Linked DNA regions of Mus musculus: all the other regions are linked to region 3. A link is a contact called in public HiChIP or PLAC-seq and promoter capture Hi-C data. All regions are on one chromosome and are shown on one strand. The core of a region is the stretch at or near the end of the contact, and the rest is flanking DNA. Distances in the headings are between cores, read along the strand shown. Region 1 overlaps Macrod2 (mono-ADP ribosylhydrolase 2). Region 2 overlaps Macrod2 (mono-ADP ribosylhydrolase 2). Region 3 holds the start of Flrt3 (fibronectin leucine rich transmembrane protein 3). Region 4 overlaps Macrod2 (mono-ADP ribosylhydrolase 2). Region 5 overlaps Macrod2 (mono-ADP ribosylhydrolase 2). Region 6 overlaps Macrod2 (mono-ADP ribosylhydrolase 2). Region 7 overlaps Macrod2 (mono-ADP ribosylhydrolase 2).

Evidence for each region. Promoter capture Hi-C pulls out the DNA fragments that hold promoters and counts their contacts. HiChIP or PLAC-seq counts read pairs in DNA pulled down with a chosen protein or histone mark.
Region 1: a contact with region 3 is called in an H3K4me3 HiChIP or PLAC-seq map of embryonic limb bud, with 9 times the contacts expected there. The contact joins the enhancer-like site here to the promoter of Flrt3 in region 3. A contact is called at or near these places in 5 of 39 promoter capture datasets (the 3T3-L1 cell line, 3T3-L1-derived adipocytes, embryonic stem cells and 2 more), 7 of 484 Hi-C or Micro-C datasets (cerebral cortex, cortical neurons, embryonic stem cells and 4 more), 13 of 115 datasets of contacts at active chromatin or transcription factors (embryonic basal ganglia, embryonic forebrain, embryonic limb bud and 6 more) and 3 of 9 other capture datasets (adipose tissue, embryonic stem cells and liver).
Region 2: a contact with region 3 is called in a promoter capture Hi-C map of hippocampal neurons, with 30 times the contacts expected there. The contact joins the enhancer-like site here to the promoter of Flrt3 in region 3. A contact is called at or near these places in 10 of 39 promoter capture datasets (the 3T3-L1 cell line, 3T3-L1-derived adipocytes, the C10 cell line and 4 more), 2 of 484 Hi-C or Micro-C datasets (cerebellar granule neurons and cerebellum) and 5 of 115 datasets of contacts at active chromatin or transcription factors (astrocytes, embryonic forebrain, embryonic limb bud and 2 more).
Region 4: an H3K4me3 HiChIP or PLAC-seq map of embryonic limb bud shows a contact between it and region 3, with 7 times the contacts expected there. The contact joins the enhancer-like site here to the promoter of Flrt3 in region 3. A contact is called at or near these places in 14 of 39 promoter capture datasets (the 3T3-L1 cell line, 3T3-L1-derived adipocytes, cranial neural crest and 8 more), 2 of 484 Hi-C or Micro-C datasets (bone marrow-derived macrophages and embryonic stem cells), 13 of 115 datasets of contacts at active chromatin or transcription factors (SST interneurons, bone marrow-derived macrophages, craniofacial prominence and 8 more) and 2 of 9 other capture datasets (embryonic stem cells and liver).
Region 5: a contact with region 3 is called in a promoter capture Hi-C map of second pharyngeal arch cranial neural crest, with 9 times the contacts expected there. The contact joins the enhancer-like site here to the promoter of Flrt3 in region 3. A contact is called at or near these places in 6 of 39 promoter capture datasets (the 3T3-L1 cell line, cranial neural crest, frontonasal cranial neural crest and 2 more), 2 of 484 Hi-C or Micro-C datasets (cerebral cortex and myocytes), 5 of 115 datasets of contacts at active chromatin or transcription factors (embryonic forebrain, embryonic limb bud, embryonic stem cells and 2 more) and 2 of 9 other capture datasets (adipose tissue and liver).
Region 6: an H3K4me3 HiChIP or PLAC-seq map of embryonic basal ganglia shows a contact between it and region 3, with 6 times the contacts expected there. The contact joins the enhancer-like site here to the promoter of Flrt3 in region 3. A contact is called at or near these places in 4 of 39 promoter capture datasets (embryonic stem cells, frontonasal cranial neural crest, liver and 1 more), 1 of 484 Hi-C or Micro-C datasets (the AML12 cell line), 9 of 115 datasets of contacts at active chromatin or transcription factors (bone marrow-derived macrophages, embryonic basal ganglia, embryonic forebrain and 6 more) and 2 of 9 other capture datasets (adipose tissue and embryonic stem cells).
Region 7: a promoter capture Hi-C map of second pharyngeal arch cranial neural crest shows a contact between it and region 3, with 15 times the contacts expected there. The contact joins the enhancer-like site here to the promoter of Flrt3 in region 3. A contact is called at or near these places in 6 of 39 promoter capture datasets (cranial neural crest, embryonic stem cells, hippocampal neurons and 3 more), 2 of 484 Hi-C or Micro-C datasets (cranial neural crest and frontal cortex), 9 of 115 datasets of contacts at active chromatin or transcription factors (astrocytes, embryonic basal ganglia, embryonic forebrain and 6 more) and 2 of 9 other capture datasets (adipose tissue and liver).

The regions. Positions count from the first base shown.
Region 1 is chr2:141,570,129-141,572,828 of GRCm38.p6, reverse strand. All of the region lies in intron 6 of Macrod2 (mono-ADP ribosylhydrolase 2), which reads right to left. Among named protein-coding and RNA genes, the nearest start is that of Gm25583, 69 kb to the left of the region's middle. Within about 2 kb of position 1,253, at least 9 of the 459 cell types and tissues checked have an H3K27ac peak or open chromatin away from gene starts, as enhancers often do. A contact at or near this core is called in embryonic limb bud, where this site is marked.
Region 2 is chr2:141,617,036-141,619,735 of GRCm38.p6, reverse strand. All of the region lies in intron 6 of Macrod2 (mono-ADP ribosylhydrolase 2), which reads right to left. Among named protein-coding and RNA genes, the nearest start is that of Gm25583, 22 kb to the left of the region's middle. Within about 2 kb of position 1,280, at least 12 of the 459 cell types and tissues checked have an H3K27ac peak or open chromatin away from gene starts, as enhancers often do. A contact at or near this core is called in cerebellar granule neurons, cerebellum and hippocampal neurons, where this site is marked.
Region 3 is chr2:140,670,179-140,672,878 of GRCm38.p6, reverse strand. Flrt3 (fibronectin leucine rich transmembrane protein 3) reads left to right here and starts at 1,403. Exons shown (of 3, transcript NM_178382.4): 1 at 1,403-1,633. All of the region lies in intron 3 of Macrod2 (mono-ADP ribosylhydrolase 2), which reads right to left.
Region 4 is chr2:141,296,716-141,299,416 of GRCm38.p6, reverse strand. The region is part of intron 5 of Macrod2 (mono-ADP ribosylhydrolase 2); the gene reads right to left. Among named protein-coding and RNA genes, the nearest start is that of Gm25583, 340 kb to the left of the region's middle. Within about 2 kb of position 1,441, at least 5 of the 459 cell types and tissues checked have an H3K27ac peak or open chromatin away from gene starts, as enhancers often do.
Region 5 is chr2:141,590,234-141,592,951 of GRCm38.p6, reverse strand. The region is part of intron 6 of Macrod2 (mono-ADP ribosylhydrolase 2); the gene reads right to left. Among named protein-coding and RNA genes, the nearest start is that of Gm25583, 49 kb to the left of the region's middle. Within about 2 kb of position 1,426, at least 8 of the 459 cell types and tissues checked have an H3K27ac peak or open chromatin away from gene starts, as enhancers often do. A contact at or near this core is called in embryonic limb bud and second pharyngeal arch cranial neural crest, where this site is marked.
Region 6 is chr2:141,343,002-141,345,784 of GRCm38.p6, reverse strand. The region is part of intron 5 of Macrod2 (mono-ADP ribosylhydrolase 2); the gene reads right to left. Among named protein-coding and RNA genes, the nearest start is that of Gm25583, 300 kb to the left of the region's middle. Within about 2 kb of position 1,409, at least 4 of the 459 cell types and tissues checked have an H3K27ac peak or open chromatin away from gene starts, as enhancers often do. A contact at or near this core is called in embryonic basal ganglia, where this site is marked.
Region 7 is chr2:141,512,075-141,514,774 of GRCm38.p6, reverse strand. All of the region lies in intron 5 of Macrod2 (mono-ADP ribosylhydrolase 2), which reads right to left. Among named protein-coding and RNA genes, the nearest start is that of Gm25583, 130 kb to the left of the region's middle. Within about 2 kb of position 1,419, at least 1 of the 459 cell types and tissues checked has an H3K27ac peak or open chromatin away from gene starts, as enhancers often do.

The sequences.
Region 1 (2,700 bases), core at 4-2,503, 900 kb before region 3:
GGGACAGGACACAACCTATGCCAACATTCTGAAGGAGAGAAAAACAGCTAATTTTATCATTTCTCTGCCCTTTTTCCCCCTACCTAGGTAGCTAACTAGACTCTGCCCACTATAGTGGATATGAATTAATATTTCTTACTTAGCCCACTAACTCAGGTGCCAGTCCTTCTGGCATCTCCAGGATGCCAGAATTCTCCTCCCCACAGTTACCTAGCAACAACCAGGTAGGCCTGATCAAATATAAAAGGGGCTGCTTGCCTACTCCTCTCTCTCTTACTCCTGCTTTCCCCTTGCTTCTCTCTTGCCCTCTTAGGCTCTTCCTTTCCCCCTTCCCTTGTCCCCTCTCTCCACATGGTCATAGCTGGTCTCTACTTCTCTACTTTCTCCCTCTCACTGCCTTTCTTTTCCTCTACTACCCTCTTAACTCCCCTTCCCATGCCCTGAATAAACTCTATTCTATACTATACCATTGTGTGGCTGGTCCCTCAGGCACAGTCCTGCTTAGGCAGCCCCATCTCCCCTACCTCACCACACTCCCAAAGAATATATTCTTATACCTCTTTATCTTTTTATAAGCACATTACAGAGTATACAGGACTCTGATACAATTGGCCATGATGAGCAACTTGCTCGTGAGAGCCTTGCAGTTTCGACTAAATGAGCCAAGATTTTGTTTTCTTGCTTTGCAATCATTTGCAATAGAACCAGCCTTTATTAATACAGTGGTCATGATCCCAATTGCTTATCAAGAGGTACAAAATCACATCAGCTAATCTAGCTTCCTAAGAAGTATCATTTTCACCACACCTAACTCTCCCTGTATTTTTTACAGGTTAGGATGCAAATATTTATGACACAATACACTCCTGGCCATTGTTCACTTCCCAAAACAAAGTGTTGAATGAGATTCCTGAACAAGTCCTGAACTTCAAAGAAACACTGACAGAACAATAATTTAAAGTAACAAATGCTAATAGCAGTTTAATTATAAAATCATCATGGCATACTTCACAATGAAGCGCATCTAATAAGACAGAATTAATAAGGCTGCAGACTTTAATTGTTTCAATCTTAAGCAAGAATGGGAAGCTGTTTAGATACTGTACAATAAAATAAGAAAGAGAAGCAAAGAGACCACAAAAGGAAAGAGACCTGGAGTGCTTTTTTTCAGTGAGACTTTCCTTCTCAGTTTACTGTCTCTGTTGCAGACTTCCCTGTCTGTCACTATCAAAGAGTGAATGGGGATTTATGACCATCATAAAGTGCCGTCCAGTTGGCAGTTTTATAAGATTTATACACATACATTAAGTCGCTCTGTCCTCTGGCATGTACCTCCAATAAACCTTGTGGTTCTCCCTCATCATTTCATGCCAAATGAAAATCAGTAATATTACCAGATTTGCAGTTAATTATCATGAAATACGACTTCTAATGATTTAACATCTTTGTTAAGAAGCCATGGTAACAGAGATCACAATGCTGGAAAACATCATTAAAGCTATCATTTATCCATGGCATTTAAATTTTGTTCACAGTAAAAAAAAAAAAGTTAATTGATAAAGTATGGCTACATAATATTTACTGAGAAAATAGCTCTTCCTCTCTGTCTCTCTTTGCATCTAGTTTAGCAGATTAAAGTTTTATTTATAAGACCTAACATTTCTTAGTAGTTTTAATGACCTTGAATAGGAATCACATTTCTTTCCATGTAAATTGAATTTATGGGACAATAACCCTCCTCTGACAAGTCACTCTAAGCTGATAAGAGATTGCTACACATTCTAGTTCTCTGATGAACAAATATATATGGAGATGCCATGGAACTGTGGGAATCTTGATTAGGGAAATTCATTTAGCTTCTCTCTTCTTCAACATAAAAAGTGCTTTCAAGGGGGTTAGCAGTTATATTCTCTAATATGTATCTATTTCCATATTATGGCTACCCTTATAAAAATAAAAAAAAAACCTCTGGCTCCTACAATGCTATCAAAATTATTTAGTAAGAGCAGTAGCTTTCATAGGATGTAAAATAGTGCAGATTCATTCAGTCATGAGGGTACATACCCCGAAATGTTTATACTTACTTGGACATATTGAAATTTAATTACTTTATCTTCTTGGACCAAAATAGTTTTTTTTTTTTTTAAGATTTATTTATTATTATATGTAAGTACACTGTAGCTGTCTTCAGACACTCCAGAAGAGGGCGTCAGATCTAGTTACGGATGGTTGTGAGCCACCATGTGGTTGCTGGGATTTGAACTCTGGACCTTCAGAAGAGCAATCGGGTGCTCTTACCCACTAAGCCATCTCACCAGCCCCCAAAATAGTTTTACTATTTAGTAAATAGTCACCTCATTTTATCCTCAACAACTCATATAAAACATATCACATCTTTATTCATTTGTTTAATATGTTTTTCCCTTCCTTTCCTCTACTGGGAATGTCGATTCCCAATGTTGTATCTTTGCATCCTAAGCCTAGGGCCACATGAACTGTTTAATAAATATGTATATATGTTGTAATAAACTTGTGGTATCAAGTATGAATTACTTTTTACTAAAAATGCCCCTCTTTACCAAAAAGAGGGCATACAGAGTTGGGCATATTCACAAACAAATTTATGATGGTTCCACTCTAAACACATGTGTTCCTATGTATACCATAACAGGGCATCTATCTCTATCTTCCTCTCTTCCC
Region 2 (2,700 bases), core at 31-2,530, 950 kb before region 3:
GGTGTATTCTGAAGAATGATCACAAGAAAAAAGGAAAAACAGTAAGCTTGCAGGGAACAATGTTGGGTGAGTGAAGCACTGTGGGGTGGTCAGAAAGGCATCCTTTGCAGTGATAATACAAACAAAGAAGTAGAACAATGATTGGGGAGGGCAGGAAAAGCCCAAATCTACAGAGTAGTCTTCTGTAGTGAGGGAGGGACATGGTAACCTGGAAAAAAAGTCCAGGCAACTTGATGGTTTTTGAAGGCTCCTGCTCACCATGTGATTCATCTCTCTTCAAAACGAAGGACAAACCAGCATTCTGCTCTCCTCTCATCAAAATCAACCCAAATCTACCCCAGGGAGATGTTAAAAGTTGTCAGAGGAAAAAAGATAAGAAATAGAAAGAAAAGGAAAGGAAAGAAAGAGAGTGAGGAAAAAAAGGAAGGAAGGAAGGGAGGAAGGGAGGGAGGGAGGGAGGGAGGGAGGGAGGGAGGGAAGGAAGGAAGGAAGGAAGGAAGGAAGGAAGGAAGGAAGGAAGGAAGGAAGGAAGGAAGGAAGGGAGGAAATGAAAGAACGAAAGAAAGAAAGAGAGAGAGAGAGAGAGAGAGAGAGAGAGAGAGAGAGAGAGAGGAAGAGGGAAGGAAAAGTAAGAAAGAAGGAGACCTTAAATATTTGATATTTTTGTCCATAAAGTAGAAGACAGTGACTTCATGCTGATTTTTCAAAATGGCTTCTTTTCCTTTGTAGCTACAAGGCCAAATATGTTGTTGGACTTATTAAAGCAATGCTGCCAGGGAAAATATAATAAAGCATGCACTTCTTCAATTATAACATCATGTCACAGGACAGCACAGTAGCTCTTCAGTTATACCTTCACCTCACCAGCAGGACTACAATACACTATCTTTGGATTAAAAAAAAAGAAGGAGAATAAGGAGAAGGAGAAGAAGAAAGAAGAAGAAGAAGAAGAAGAAGAAGAAGAAGAAGAAGGAGGAGGAGGAGGAGGAGGAGGAGGAGGAGGAGGAGGAGGAGGAGGAGGAGGAGGAGGCTGTCCAATTAATTGTTCCAAGAGTTCTATCAATAGAACCCATGCAAATACTAATCATTCCATTGACTGTGTAACATGAGTTTGAAATCATCTCAACAAAACACATCTCTCTGGGGTGATGCAAATGCACTGCTAAGTGCAAGATAAGTTACTCCAGAAATATTTTCCCAGCCCTGCTCAGAGTCCCCAATCATGCTGGGATTCAAGTGCTAGGAACGACTGAGCAGCCAGCTCTTCCATCTGCCCTTCTGTAGGCATGCAGCCAGCAGCCAGCATGATCAACAGCCTCCGGGACATACGACTTACCAGCCAATGAGTAATATATTTTGCTGTTTGGTGCTTTGTCGATTGATTTCTTACAGTGAAAATTGCCAAAGCTCCAACCCACCTGTCAATACTTTCATCTCTGCCCAATTATTTTAAAAGCATAACCGGAATATCAGAAAACACAAAGCCTGACACCTAATGTATAAAAGGCAAAACTATCGACACTCTGCACTGAGTGCCTTAGTCAGTGGAAATAATACTTCAATATATCTAACCATTCATCCACAGAAAGACAGACAGAAAGCAAACACTCATACACATTTTAAATTATTTGGAGATTCTGATCACAGTGAAAATTCCTTAATTCAGTATCACTCCTGCTCATGCTGAATGTGCTAGAGACCAGCTATCATAGATTAAATGGGCTTATTTGAAGGAGCCAACAAAGCCAGTTGTTGATATTAACAAGCTTCAGTGGATGCCAGATGAAATGTTCCAGATATACAGAGTGTACCATTCCAAAGGGGATCATTGAAATTGCGAACAGTGTGCTCATAAACTGAAAAATTAGCATCCTGCTTTAAAATGAACCATAACGGGTGTGTTTACAATCAGAGCTTGGAAAGGGGAGCTGTGCATACTTGTATAATGTGCCATTTGGCAGAGCCTTTAAGGGCTGAGATTCTGGAGGCTCACTCTTCCTGTTCACAAGTTGGGTTTGACCTGTACCAAAGACTTCAGGCTCCTGCTTGATGTTTGGGGACCTTGCCCTCCTTGTCTTGAAAGAAGGAATGATGATAATGTCACCTCATAATATGCTGATAAGTATAGAAAGTAATTTCTAAAATGTTCCCAGAAAGTACCGAGGGTGCACTGAGTTTTAGAGATGTAAGGTGTGTCTTCAGTTTCTTCTGTTCTCACTGGCTCCTCTGGATCTGACCCATACTCAGATTAAATTGGAAAGCACCCTGGGCCTTTTTGGAAAGGACAACAGGTGATTCCATCATGGCAGTAAGGCATGCTGAAGGAGGTCTTGTAGGATAGTGTGTTGTGACAAGTCATCCTGTAGAGATTGAAATAGATTCCCAGGGAAGAAGCTAGTTACTGTAAGAAGGAAAAATATGAGAGAAATGGTAAAGGAAGAAGTCTGAATAAAAATTTTAACACTAACTTATATCTTATATGTCATAATAGGTAGAGTCAAATTATACTGTCATATCATAATTGTGATATGCATGTATGTGTATGCATGCATGCCTCTGTGTATGTGGTTATGTGTGTGTGTGTGTGCGTGTGTGTGTGTGTGTGTGTGTGTGTGTGTGTGTGTGTGTGTGTGTGTAGAGGAGAGAGGCATATAAGAAAAATGCATGGCTAGAATAAAAGCCTTCACACTAACCTGGCAG
Region 3 (2,700 bases), core at 154-2,653:
CCTACTTTTTCCATCAAAAATCTACGGCCACCTCTCAGTTTAACCTGCACTACTGAAGACTTCTGAGAAATTGGCTTTTCAATAGATGTTAACATGCTAAAGTCCTACTTTCATTCAGTGGGCCATTCCTCAGAAGTCAGCAAGAGAGCAAGCATAGAACAATAGGTGTCGGAACATCTCTTATCGAGGGGTCACCTTCCACTCCTGAGAGCACCCATTCTCAGAGGGGAGTTCTAAAGGTCAAACAGCTGCCAAACTCAAGTTAGGAACCACGTGAAGCTAACGGAGAGAATAGCCATGTACTCCTAAGACAGACAACTAGCCTTCAGAGACAAACAGACCATTTCCTAGAAAGGATAAAGTCATGAGCTTGTTAGAATCAAGCAAAGAAAGAAGGGAAAGGAGATTGCTATTTGGGTAAATATAGAAACAAGATTCGTCACTTAAATTCACTTACTTAGGAGAAAACTTACAAGTCCAAATAACAGAAAACTGATGATAAAATTATACCTGGAAATTAAAGTCTTGGAATCCTGTTAATTAGGCAGAGAAATCTTAGTGTCTTGCAACTGTCACTATTTATTCATGTACGCAAATTAAAATGATTTAAACCTGGAAGAACCATTTCTAACAGATATTTTAAGATATTGATGACTGCAGCCATGCTCGTGGCAGCAAAAACCATAATAATAATAATAAAAAAGAATGTAGTTAGGCTCAACCCTTTTAATTTTAGGGAAGACTGATAAATATGAGTGATTGTATCTTCCTAGTTCTGAAGTAGAGGTATACCCTTATGCACACATGTAGGTGGTCTCTCTAGTAGTACATAAAACAGTCTTCATTATGTGAAAATGCATGTGGAAAAAAAAACCTTTCTACTTCCCAATAAGACTGCTTTCTTCAATATTTTTCACTGTTCTTCCATTTTCTCCCTTCTCCTAAGTAAATCACCATTTGACCCTGCTTTCTCATTTGCCAAATCAATATTAGTTGGGATTGCCATCCTCTGTTCTCCACAGTTACGATTTTAATGTAATAAAAATAATCTGACTTTTGTTAACTTATTTTTGGTACAGATGGCTTGAGCATCAGACACCTGTTTCTCTATTGTGATCTTATAAATATTCTCCTAGCGTGCTTGTGTTTTTCTGAGTGTGCTATCACTACCTTGCAGTAGTAAACTTTAGGGAGCGCGGAGATTCCAGAGTTGCTGCCTACAAACCAAATGGCATCTCAGCTTTGGCAAACTGAAAGGCTCATTTCGGCTTCTCTCACCCCCTCTAGCGTTGGCAAAGCTCATCTGTCTGATTATCCAGTTACCTCACTGAACAAGAGCTGGGCTAAGTCCTGCCCACCTATGACATCACCCCCTTCCTCAACCACTGCGAGGTGAAGCTTTAAACTTCAGACTTGGAGGTGGGCTGCGCGCAGTCAACTGGATGCTCTCGCGCGCAGTCCTCAGCGCAGGAGTGATCTGAAGCAGGACCGCTCAGGCTGCAGCTGCCGTGGCTTTGTGTGCACTGGATGCCGCGCTCCGGAGACGGGGGAGGGTTTTTACTTCAACTCACAGGCAATGGAATTACAGCTGTAGCAGCAGGGTATAAAGGATTGCTTTTTCCTCGTCTTCCTGGTAAGTGTTTTCCATGCTTTTTCTCATAATTGTCCCAGAAACTTCGCTTGCTCTTACTCTCTAGAAGGAAATGACTAGCTTGGTTCCATGAGGGATCCAAGTAGCCACGTTTGCTCTGTCAGCAGGACGGGTCAAAGATGTGCGTGCAAGCCAGCTCTAGGGAAAGTCTTACAAAATAGCCGAATGTTATAAGTTTCTTACAGACTTAAATCATTTTTAAAAATAATAAATAGCTCCTCTCTGTTTCAAGCAATTTCTATCCGCGCAGAGCTTCACGGAAAACTGCAGTTGGAAAGTTGAGTGTTTGAGATAGGAGAGGCAGATTTTTCTCGGCTACAAAAGCGAAAGGTCGCTAACTTGGTGTGTACTGTATGTGTGGTATGATCACCTATCGCTGTTTCTATAACTGTGAAAGAAATCAATAACCCCTCAGCCCATGAGTACGCAGTACATGAAAAGCATACATCTTGCTCGCCGCCAGCAAAGCTGCGCTGGGAGACTGGGATGCCTCTGTAGAGGATTAACAGCTACACCTAGATTTGAAAGCTTGCACTGCTTATCCGGCCCCAGCTCCTTCAGGCATTCCGGGCTCGGGAATCTCAACTAGTAAATCCAACTCAGAATCTCCGGGCCAAACCATATTCCCAGTCCAGGAGACTGTCAAAGCCTATCGCTTGGGCGAGTGTAGAATGTGACTAGCATAGTAACTGGGTAGTCCACTCAGAAAAACTAACAAAGCTCACCCTGGAAGCCGTGCTTGATGTATGCAGTGAGGGGAACAGGGGAGGGAAGCCTCATCAAATGGCAAAGGCAGAGTGTCCCTTCACTTGCAACACACAGTGAAAAATATTGTATTGATACAAATGCGTTAGACCACAAAGCTTCCAAAAGGTATTTAAGTGTATCTAATTAAAAAAAATGTTTTTCAGTAAATTATGTCTGAAACAAAATGGTTGCATAAAGGTAAAGAGTGCAACAGGCCCATCTTTTCTCAACATTGGGAGCGGGTTTATTACTTATTTAGAATGAAAAGGAGATGGAAAATGTTGGTGTTTTCCAAATTACAA
Region 4 (2,701 bases), core at 192-2,691, 630 kb before region 3:
CTCCAATGAGACTGCTTGATTGAGGAGAACATACCATTCCTTGGTTGTGTGAGATAAGCTGCAGTTGACTGTTCTTGCAATCACAAACTCCCACTTGAACAAGTCTGTACACAAGACACTTGAACGTTCCCATGAAACAAACAGATGCCTTGGGCTTTGGCAGGTGAATTTAATCATTACCATATTATTACAATGATGAAAGATGTGTTTAAATTGTGTTCTTTAAAGCCAACGACAGTCATAGGAAATTCCAGAGTCTTCTATTCTGTCAGGAACACCTGCTGTGAAATAACTGAGGAGTTTATTTTTGACAGAAGCCATTTCAAGGAACTTTTTTTGTTGTTGTTTGAAGGTGGTGGTTTTACTTAACAAAATAGCCAAGAGGTCTTTGGAGCTTCCCATCTCATTAGTGCGACCAATGCTTCGATGCTTCATTACATCATTTGTGGACCTAGATGGTTATCACCAATGGATACATTGTTCTCCCACCTAGAAAGGCCAAAGTAGACCTGAAGAGCAACATCCGCTTCCTCTCTCCTCCCTGCATGGTAACTTTGCCGAAAGCTGCCTGAAGGGAACTTTTGATGAGATCCAGAAGTCAAATGGCTCCTCCAGCATGTCTTTACAGTCACAGAATTTGAGTGCTGGGACCTTTAAAAATGCCTGCTAAGGTAGATAAATTACACAAAGCCACAAACAGTGGAAACACTAATTCATCTCAGTACTCTCCAAGCATGTAACTTATTATTATTATCATTTTTATCACAACCAAAGCATTCTGGAACTTAAGAGAGTTTATTCATTTAGGTGGCTTATTTGTAGCCTGATCATAGTTTACAGCTAGGAAAAAAGAATGGGCTGGTGCTGCATTTATCTTGTAGCAAAAGTAAGATGGTCTTTAGTGGAAAAAAAATCAAATAATACCTGGATCATGCATTAATATGTATAGAGACAAACATACATATCTGTTTGGTAGCAAGTATATTAAAAAGAAATAATCACATTTATTCGTGTATTTTAAAAGTCAGCATACTTTTTAAAAAGCTGTAGGAAGTGAGCTTTCAGTCAATCTCACACGTATGACAGTTTGTTTAGATTTGGTCAAAGCAAAGCTACGCTATGATAGATAGGACATAATCAAAGAGCGAAAGGAAGGACTAATAATTTCCCAATTATTTTCTGTAGCCTGAAAAATGTCATAAAGCTCAAGTTCTACAGCATTCAGTTACTCCCATTGGTCCTAGATTCTGGTGTGTTTCTAAGCAGCAAGGACACTGATTCCCCACCCCCAACCCCACCCTCCTTTGGATTCAGGAATGCTTGACTTAGAATCTGTCATCACTGTAACTCTAGAAACTTACAGAAGGCCCAGGGCAGGAGAACTAGATGATTCTCAGTGATAGCTACCTTATAAAGGAGCAAATACATGTTTGCAGGACAGACTGTTAATTTGTATCCTTTTTATATAAACAATGTATTCTATTTCTTAGAGTGACATTGCACAGCTGACCTTCACAGGGTTCTGCTAGTAGCTTTTAAAAACATGGTATTTAGCTCATGGTGTTACAATACTCTGCGTGTGTGTGTGTGTGTGTGTGTGTGTGTGTGTGTGTGTGTGTTTTACTTTTAGGGATTATAGAAAAAGATTTCATGTCATATTTTTTAAAGATTAAGGTATTTCAGGTTTTTCTTTTAAGGAAATCTCCAAGTCCTGGATCACATTACTGCCTGTTTCCAATCAGAATCTGCCCACTTGAGAAAGTTTAAGGCTAATACTGTTCCCCTACTGTCTCTAGAGCGTGGAGTCACAGCGGGGGACCCTTTTATCATGAGATTTCCTTATACCACCAACAGACCATTTTGCTCATCTAAGCTCATTATATTGTTTCCAAGAATACCTGCATTTGTACCTACACTAAACTTAGGGTTTTTTGTTTTGTTTTGTTTTGTTTTGTTTTGTTTTTATGTATTTTGTATTTATGTGTGTGCAAGCATGTGTATACCACATGGCGGGTGCAGAAGTGGGTAACAGATCCCTAGAGCTGGAGTTCTAGCTAGATGAGAGCCAACAGTCACAATACAAAAACCAATAAGGAGCATGTCCTTCACCCTATCATTACTCCTCAGAAACAAAATCCCACTAGAAAACTTTTGGTTCCCTGCTGACTTAGTCAAGCAGAGTATTGCATTGAACCACAAACCAATGGCAAGATAATGATGGATGCTCAAACATTTTGAAATGCAAACGTGAAATATGTGGTTTGGACCTGGTCTTTGACTATTTGGCTCTGAATGTTTTTAGAGGAAAGCTGGAAAGGTAATATCTCCTAGCAAAAGTAAACAAAACCATGGCAGAGTTGAGTGCTGGGCCATTCTCCTTCTATCCCTCAGGCAGTGGCTTTTGAAAGGCATGAGAAAATTGCAGGTCTGCATAGCCAGCCCCTACTAATTGAGTGTTAAGAAGACTGCCCTTAGAAAGGACTCTTCTATAGGTGATCTGGCTTTGGTGGTTTCTCTTCCCCCACACACTATATTTTTTAACCAAATGGGGCATCTCCTCTCGAATACTATCCTACACGAAGGGTCTACATGCTTCCTTTCAGACACAGCCATTTCTTTTTTGCTGGAGGAACCCTCTATCTGCTACAAATCTAACCATTCTTTACAACTGAGATGCAAGGGCTTTTGTGGCCAACAGCAG
Region 5 (2,718 bases), core at 177-2,676, 920 kb before region 3:
TGCTACTCTGTACCATTCATAAAACCTTTCCAGATGTGATTCACCACTTCTTACCCAAGGTTTGAGATGATAGCAGAATAATACTACAAGGTCCTGAAGAGTGGGTCTGTGGTAACTATGCATAGTGTTCTCCTTGGAAGACTGACTATATATTATTTCATCAGAAATGATAGTTCACTTGTCATTTGTCACTCAGCCAAATTTGCCTGCTACTAAAGGCAGTATTTTTACATTTTATTGGTTCAATACACTCAGGTATCCAAATCCCTACAGCCTTTCCTTGCAGTGAAATTGTTATTCAAAGATCAAATGATAAGGATGTCGAACTGGGCACTTGAATATGGAACTATGAGACTTTAGATCAATTCCCAGTCACCAAGTGATCTGAAAACAAGATAAATGAAAGACTTTTGCCTGATACGTCAGCTAAAAGGCAGCTGTTTGGATTACAGTTTTCCTTGCTAGGCAGAAGGACACCTAACTAAAGCAGTTTAGTTCTAGTAACTCAGTGTTTTTCTGAAGTCAAAGCAATGGCTGAATCTTGATTGGATCACACAGAACCAGCTCTGGAAGGAGAGTCACGCCAGTTTCGTGTGCTTCAGGAACTTAATCCCAAGAGTCAAATTCCCAACCAAGAAGGTTAAAATGTCTGTATTTCTTTTATTTGTACCTTGTAAAACAATCGAGAAACCCAGTTGGCCTTTGTCCTTGAACCGAATGTTTGATATTTGGCAAGTAAGTAGACTTCAAGTATAAACAAGCCATTTATGGAGTGTAAATTCCAGTGTGAGTGACCTTCATCTTTAACATTTAAAAGTTCAGGCAGGTAGGCTGTTTTTTTTTTTTTTTTTTCTTTAACCACACAAAAAAATATTTCACTGGAGTATATTTAAAAGAAAGACATGTGAAAAGCTATGCTTTCTTATTGTGTTCACACTTCATTTAAATAATCAATGGTATTGATAAATATACTCTATGATGGTATATGGTATTATATATGTGTGTGTGTGTGTGTGTGTGTGTGTGTGCGCGTGTGTGTATATATCACATATATATGGTCACATGGGAATAACCCCCATGATGACATCATGCCAAATTGATTAATAATAAACTTTTATTATCATCCAATCAAATTTTTGCAAGTAAAACATGCTAAATACTAATTTTCGATAACTAAGTTAGAAGTAATGCCACAGGCAAAAACTGCTACAACTATTGGCTAAAATGTTTGGTGGTCAACAGAATATACATATACATATGTTCTTTTAGAGTAAAGCATATCTCTGAAAGATATAAATTAATTATAAGCAAGCACCTCGGAAACCTAGAATTGTATCAGAAAGTAGCAGTGAGTTTGCTGTGCCTTCTAGCTTGCTTGAGGGCACAACCTAACCTGGTCTGGTTTTGATTAAACTCTTAGACCCCAGAGAGCTTTTCGACCCTCCCTACTGCCCTGTTCAAATTCCACACATGTAAGGAGAGAAAGAGGAAGCAGATCCTTTGAAAGATCTCTCAGATCTGCAGCAAAATGAAAGCAGCACTCTCTATTTGGCTTTGTGCTTGTCCATGCGCACTCCTGCTTCTTTTCTACCTATGTGAATACGAGCACATTTCTAAAAAATGAATGTAATAACAGTGTTTTCTTTTTGGACTACTGGAAGATTTTAAAGGGACAAAATGTATGTAAAATATTTAGCCTGGGGTGCTGCATATCAGCCCGCGGAATGTGCAAATTATTGTTATTATGACTAAAAAGGGTAGCTGGTAGACATCCAAGTCTAGATTCTTATTTCTGAAAAAGCAAAATATGGAATAATTCAGTTGGTAGAATAACTTTCATGTATATAGCAAACCAATGCTCAAATTCCTATATCATTTTTTTTTTCAGAAAACACTACCACATCCAGTCTATTCTCTTTATTTAAAGAACTGGTCATTAAACTAGACACAGAATTAGAAATAAAATGTCCACCAGTAAAAGCTATCTCCCCACACTCTGATGCCCACCCTCACTGGAAGATTAGGAAACAGTGAAGAAGAAGGAAGCAGATGAAAATGCACTGCCATGGAAGAAAAGTGAATTCATATTTTGAATCAAGGAAAGCCAAAAATATGAAAGTTGAATCTATACTGTAATCACAAGTCATCTAAAATTCCACAAAGAAATAAGTGGGGATTAGATATTTAGATGTCATGAATAAATATGTAAAAATAAAATTGAGAACAAAGTAGGCAACCTCTTTTGACACCCTAACAGTTTACTTCCTCATCTATTATTTTCCAATAATTCTTTTACTTTGCTTTATATACAGTTCCATGTTGGCATGTATTGAACTGTTATGTGACATTTAACCATCAAGATAGTTCTGTGAACACATCTGGTTACTCAAACTTAGGAAGGTCAACAAGAATAGGCCTCTATTCTTAAATGGCACATTATTCTTGGATGGACATCCTCTCTTCTTTTTTTTTTACAGCCACTTTTTAAGAGCCATACTTATGAGTGTCACCTGAACAGCTGCTCTAGGGAATGGGGTCAATAACTACTCTATGTGTGGCCTTAAGCCAGTCAGTTTGCTCTTGGGCCTCTTGTCCTCATTTCATACTAGTTTTTTATCAAAGTTCACTTTGTCCTCTTTCTCCCATGAGCCTAGTGCTTTAAACATTTTTTTCCATGAAATAGTACACATGTTGGACCTGAATATCATGTTCTCTAAC
Region 6 (2,783 bases), core at 160-2,659, 670 kb before region 3:
AGATCCTTCCTACCTCTTATCCCTCATGGATCTACATACACCCTTTCTCTCTCCTTGAAAAACAAATAGGCATCTAAACAATAGTCAGGCAAGATAAAACAAAAGCGAACAAACTGGATAAGATTAAAGAACAAACACAATAAAAGGGGCCAAGGAAAATGGCACAAGTAGCACACACAGATGCATTTGCATATACAGAAATATCACAGAAACACAAAACCAGAAACCAATATGTGTGTGTGTGTGTGTATGTGTGTGTGTGTGTATGTGTGTGAGTGTGTGTGTGTGTGTGTGTGTGTGTGTGTGTGTGTGTGTGTGAAGGACCTGTAAGGTTAAAAAGAAAAAGCCAGGATGAAGCACTATAAGACAAAAGACCCTCTAAATTTCTACTGAGTTCATTTTGGTCTTGGTTACATAGTGAAATCTCAACCAACCTGGGATATATATCAAGACCTGACCCCCAAACAAGCGCCAAAAGATAAACAGGGATCTAGATGATTGATAGTCATTGATGGATAAATGACAAATGCCATTTTATATGCATGTATATGACTTTATTCAAGAACGCAATAATGCTAATCTGGCCTTTAGAATAAGCATTGGAGGTCAGCATTTAAATAATACACTCATTTTCTATGTCAGAGAACTGAAAGGAGTGAGGTCAAGCAGCCCACAGAAGCTCTCCCTGCCAAGGGTGCACAGAGCTAGAATCACACTTATCATACCTGTCAGGAGAGACCAGGCTAGGCAGTGCAGACGAGCCCTCTCACACCTCATTGTTCTCACATAGCTAGCAAGGGTTGGCTTCACTCTTTGCTCTGTGCTGCCTTCACTCTGGGTCTGAGACTGACACAGAAGTGACTGTTAGCACTGAGAGAGGAGAAGCTTGAGTACATAAAGGAAGCTTCTACTACTTCTTGTAACTCACTGGCCAAAAACCTAGCCAAGTACTGCACTGTATCCACTCACAAACGTTTTAGTTGGGAACACCATGAGAATTAGTAGATGAGCTTAAAGATGAACACCCCAAAGACTCCAGTTTATTAAACTGTAACTAGACCTACTTTTGAGTGTTGTTCTTTGGGCTCAATGGACTGTAACTATACCAATTCCTTGGTTCCTTAAATGTAAAATAATGTATTTGATTTAAAAACTATTCTGCTTATAGGGAGTTAAGCATATTTGTGTCATACTCCCTTATCTAACTACATAAAAATGGTCTTGGCTTCCTTTTTATTTACATTTCATCAGCTCATCGCGGCAAAGTAAACGTTTTTTTCCTTTAGTATGTAGGAAGAAACGCTGAAGTTGAACATGTCAATGGCCACTTAACCGCGGAGAGTGCAGACAATTAGCAGAATGGAAAGGCAGCTGCAACCCACAGATAGCAGACACACTGCACAGCGCACACTACAAACAAGTATTCTCCAGACAGTCACAGGCTCTTAACCTCAATCACGTACGCTTAATCAGATGCCAATTCAGCTGCAAATTTTCTAAATAATGATGATGTAATATCCATTAGTAAATAGGAGACATCAATTGCATTAAATCTTATGCCTGAACTGCCAGATAATCATGAATAGAACACATTGATAAACAGTATACTTTCCAGCCAAGGGCAACCAACAAAAACAGTGTGTTATCAAAGCAACTGAAAATCAGATGGAAGGAACTGAAGTGTACAGTTGACAAAACAACAAGTTTATCAAGAACAAGGGACCAGACTAATAAAATTGTTTTCAGAAAGGAAGTTTATACTGAGTGGAGAAGCATAAAGCAATGACGCATGTGCAATTGAGTCATTTACAACCTAAATGAAGAAAGAAACAGGAAGTAAGGAGTCAGTGTTCTGACAGTCTGAAGGTGAGAGAGGAGGCAGTATGTGATTTGGAATTATCAAAACAACCATGAGAGTAACTAACCATCTTCTTATTGAAATTAAGGTATATCCTACAACATAAGAACCATACCCTGCACCATAGCTGTCCAAGAATTTATAACTAGATAGGTCATAACCCTGAGGAGAGATCATACTACTATTATTTGGCTAAATAGATACATTAGGAAATGAACACATAATGATTTATCGTACTACTCCCAAGTCAACGCATCTGCCGTCCTTCATCAGAGAACATCTATTTCCAGTAGCTAGTTAGTAACACAGACTCCTATGACAGGCCAAAGTATAGACAATAGAGACTGTAAGATGTTAGCCATCCATGGGACATCCAGACCACACCTCTTCCTCCTAAAGCTCAGGGATCATTGCCAAAGACAGGGTGAAAAGAGCACAAGAGCCAAAGGCAGTAGATCTTCCAGACATGTCGTGATATCATAGCTGCATGTATGAACTCATATCAGTTGTGACAGCATGTATCAGACCTTCATAAGCATTGAGTCAGACCAAATTCCAACATGGAGAATGTATGTGGGAACAAAGACTCACTCAGCACAAACCAAGAGGTTATTGGTTATAGATAGCCATGGGAGATGGACAAACACTTTTCTTTAAGTGTCTAGTCCCCTCATAAGTTGACAATACTCCAAAGAACACAGTTGGACATGTGGCAAAGGGAGGGTGGATATGGGACCTGTTGGAAGAGAGGGAGTAAGATCAAAACACATTGTATAAAATTCTCAGTGCCAGTAAAAAATTTTTTTAGCTTTCTAATGGAGATAGCCACTAGGAAGTCCCAGACGTCAGGGAAGCAAGAGGCTCCCAGGACCCAATGGGGATGAATTAGCCAAAATACCCAACAAAGGGGAGCTAAAAACTGTAG
Region 7 (2,700 bases), core at 170-2,669, 840 kb before region 3:
GGTTCTTGAAAACCTCACCAACAGAGTCTTATCGCAATTCCAATTCTAAAATGACAAAGTTCAAACACTACTAACAATGTTTAGTTAGTTGTTCAGTCTTCACAAACATGAACAGTGCTAGGAATAATAGTATATACACACATTAGCCGATGGTTCGTATCTTATGTTTAATATACTAAACTCTCTCAGAGTAATCTGTGCTTTTCAATCTCCATATGAATTTAAAAACGCAAAATTTAACTGTTTTTACTTATGCACATAAACCTCAAACACTGTGCTATTTTTCCCCATTTATACACACACATAAACTGTTTGGGGAAGTGCTGGGGTTGGACCTAAAGCCTTGTTGTGCATGCTAGGCACACATGCTACCACTTGATTTACAGCTCCAGTTCCCACATTTGTAATATTTCAAATTCAGGACTATTACAGAATAAGATTATCCTCATTTCAAAGTCAAAACAAGATTAGAAGAAATGAAATTTTGATCCAAATTACTTGAAATACTTTGTAACATTTTGCTTCCTAGTTTTATATGTTAATTGAACAATTTTGACATTTCACTGATGTAAGTTATAAGAGCCAATCAAGTTTGATCAAAGAGAAATACTTTGGTCTGTATTAGCAGACTACTATAATGAAATAAAAATTATTTATTTTGGCTAATCAGTAGCACTTAGTTTTAACAAGGACAAGAATAAGAGTGCTTTGTAAAAACAGGAATATGGCACAATTAAAATTGTATGTAAAATCTGAACTGAGACTCATAAACTACTATGATGGGGAAGAAAGCTTTGCTGGTCCCCTGCTAAATATTGAGACTATTATATGATATTCGAGAAAGGCCTTGCAAGCATGGATTTCAACGATTAATTCTAAAACAATATTTAAACTCTTGCCAGACAGTATTAAAGATGATGTCATATGATCAAAGTAGGCAGAAAATCTACAGCACTGAATGCCTGCAGATGTTATTTCATAGGTGGGCCTGGTTCTCATTGTAGTGGTGACTATCCCAGCATAGCAATGGAGAAAAAAGTGAAATGAGGTTGTACACAAAGTATATAATGATATCATTATATTTCAATAAAATAACACAAATTACATGTATTCAGAAAATAGAAGCTTTGTACCCTACATAATAAACTTTCATATAAATATGCTGTTAGCTGCTATTTTTTAATGGATGCTAGACTACAGGGGAGCAGGGTCCTGATTTATTTTATGCCTGTGGTTACTTGCCTGGACCCAGCCATGCTATTCCAAATTATTGACTGTATACAAAGGTGGGACTGTTGAAGACAAGCAACACTAGTGTTTATAAAACAGTATCCTAGTGGTTGCAGTTGTGGCCGTGTACAGGCTAAAAGTAAGACTCTATGGGGTAAAATTAAGATACACCAATTACTTTAGTGTAGGTCATCTCTGGGTACTTAGTGTCCCCTGATGACTCATGGCTTTCTGAGAGGCAGTTATAGAATGTTATTCCCCAAATACATTTGACTGTTGGAATTTGTGTTATGTATGGTACTTCTTAGAAGACTGTGATTAATCTTTTGGGAAAGTAGTGGGGCAATTTTGGCACTCTTGTTTTTAGGGAACAAGTTGAAGCAGGGTTTCTCCAATATCCCTTAGATAAAGGAACGTGATCATGCTCTCCCAGATTTGTAAATAGAGTAGATTTTTTTTTAAAGTGCTTCTTAGGTGAGGTTATGAAAGATGAGCTTACTTGATTTAAAAGAACAAAGGTCTTAGAGGTACTGTGGGAAGAAACATGGTGGGAAGGAGCCTGTGAGGGGAGGAGCCTGTGAGAGGAGGAGCCTGTGAGGGAAGGAGCCTGTGAGAACTGGTAGTGGTGACAAAATAAAAACCCTTTACCTATCAATTGAAGTGAGGTTTGTTTCTGAAGCTTTCCATTTCATTTACAAGTCTGAGAGCAAACAACCTATAAATGAGCTTACCCAATATCAAAATATCGATCTCTGTATTTTATGCTCTCTATTAACTTTACAGCATCCAAGACCAAGTGTTATTATTGACCAACACAATGACCTCTCAGATTCACAAAGCTGGACGTGAATCAATATGAGACTTCAAGGGAATTTTCTTTCATTATCTTAATTGTTCCTCTTACTTATTAGTAACTGTTCTACATAGAGTTTCATTTTTCAGGATATAAATTACAGTCAGGTGGGCTGCATCTAACTTCAGTTTCACTGATACGTGATTAAGTGCCCAGAATAAGCCATTGTTTTTATGGGTCTCTCCCTTGGTTTCCTTAAAACAAACAAACAAACAACAAAAAAAAACAAAAACAAAAACAAAAAACCAATCAGTGGTCTCGTTGATGTCATTTCTCCAGTGTTGTACAGCATCATTAATATTTAACATTATAACCGGCACTGATATAGCAAAGAACAAAATATAGACCATAAATAAAAATAACAATACTTGAACATGGTTAGGAGGCTCAAAGATTTTTATCCCAAGAATTCTTTTAAATATCCCAAATATCAGAAGTTAGCTTTTAACAATATAAATTTTTAAGGTCCTTTGGTTGAACATACAGGAAATAAAAATTGAAAAAATTAGTTCCTATAACATCAATGATCTTTTGTATTAGTTTATATTTTTCAAACTGAATAGCATCTTCTCAAAGTACAGGTACATGCAAATATCTATGAGCAATGCTTTATCTTA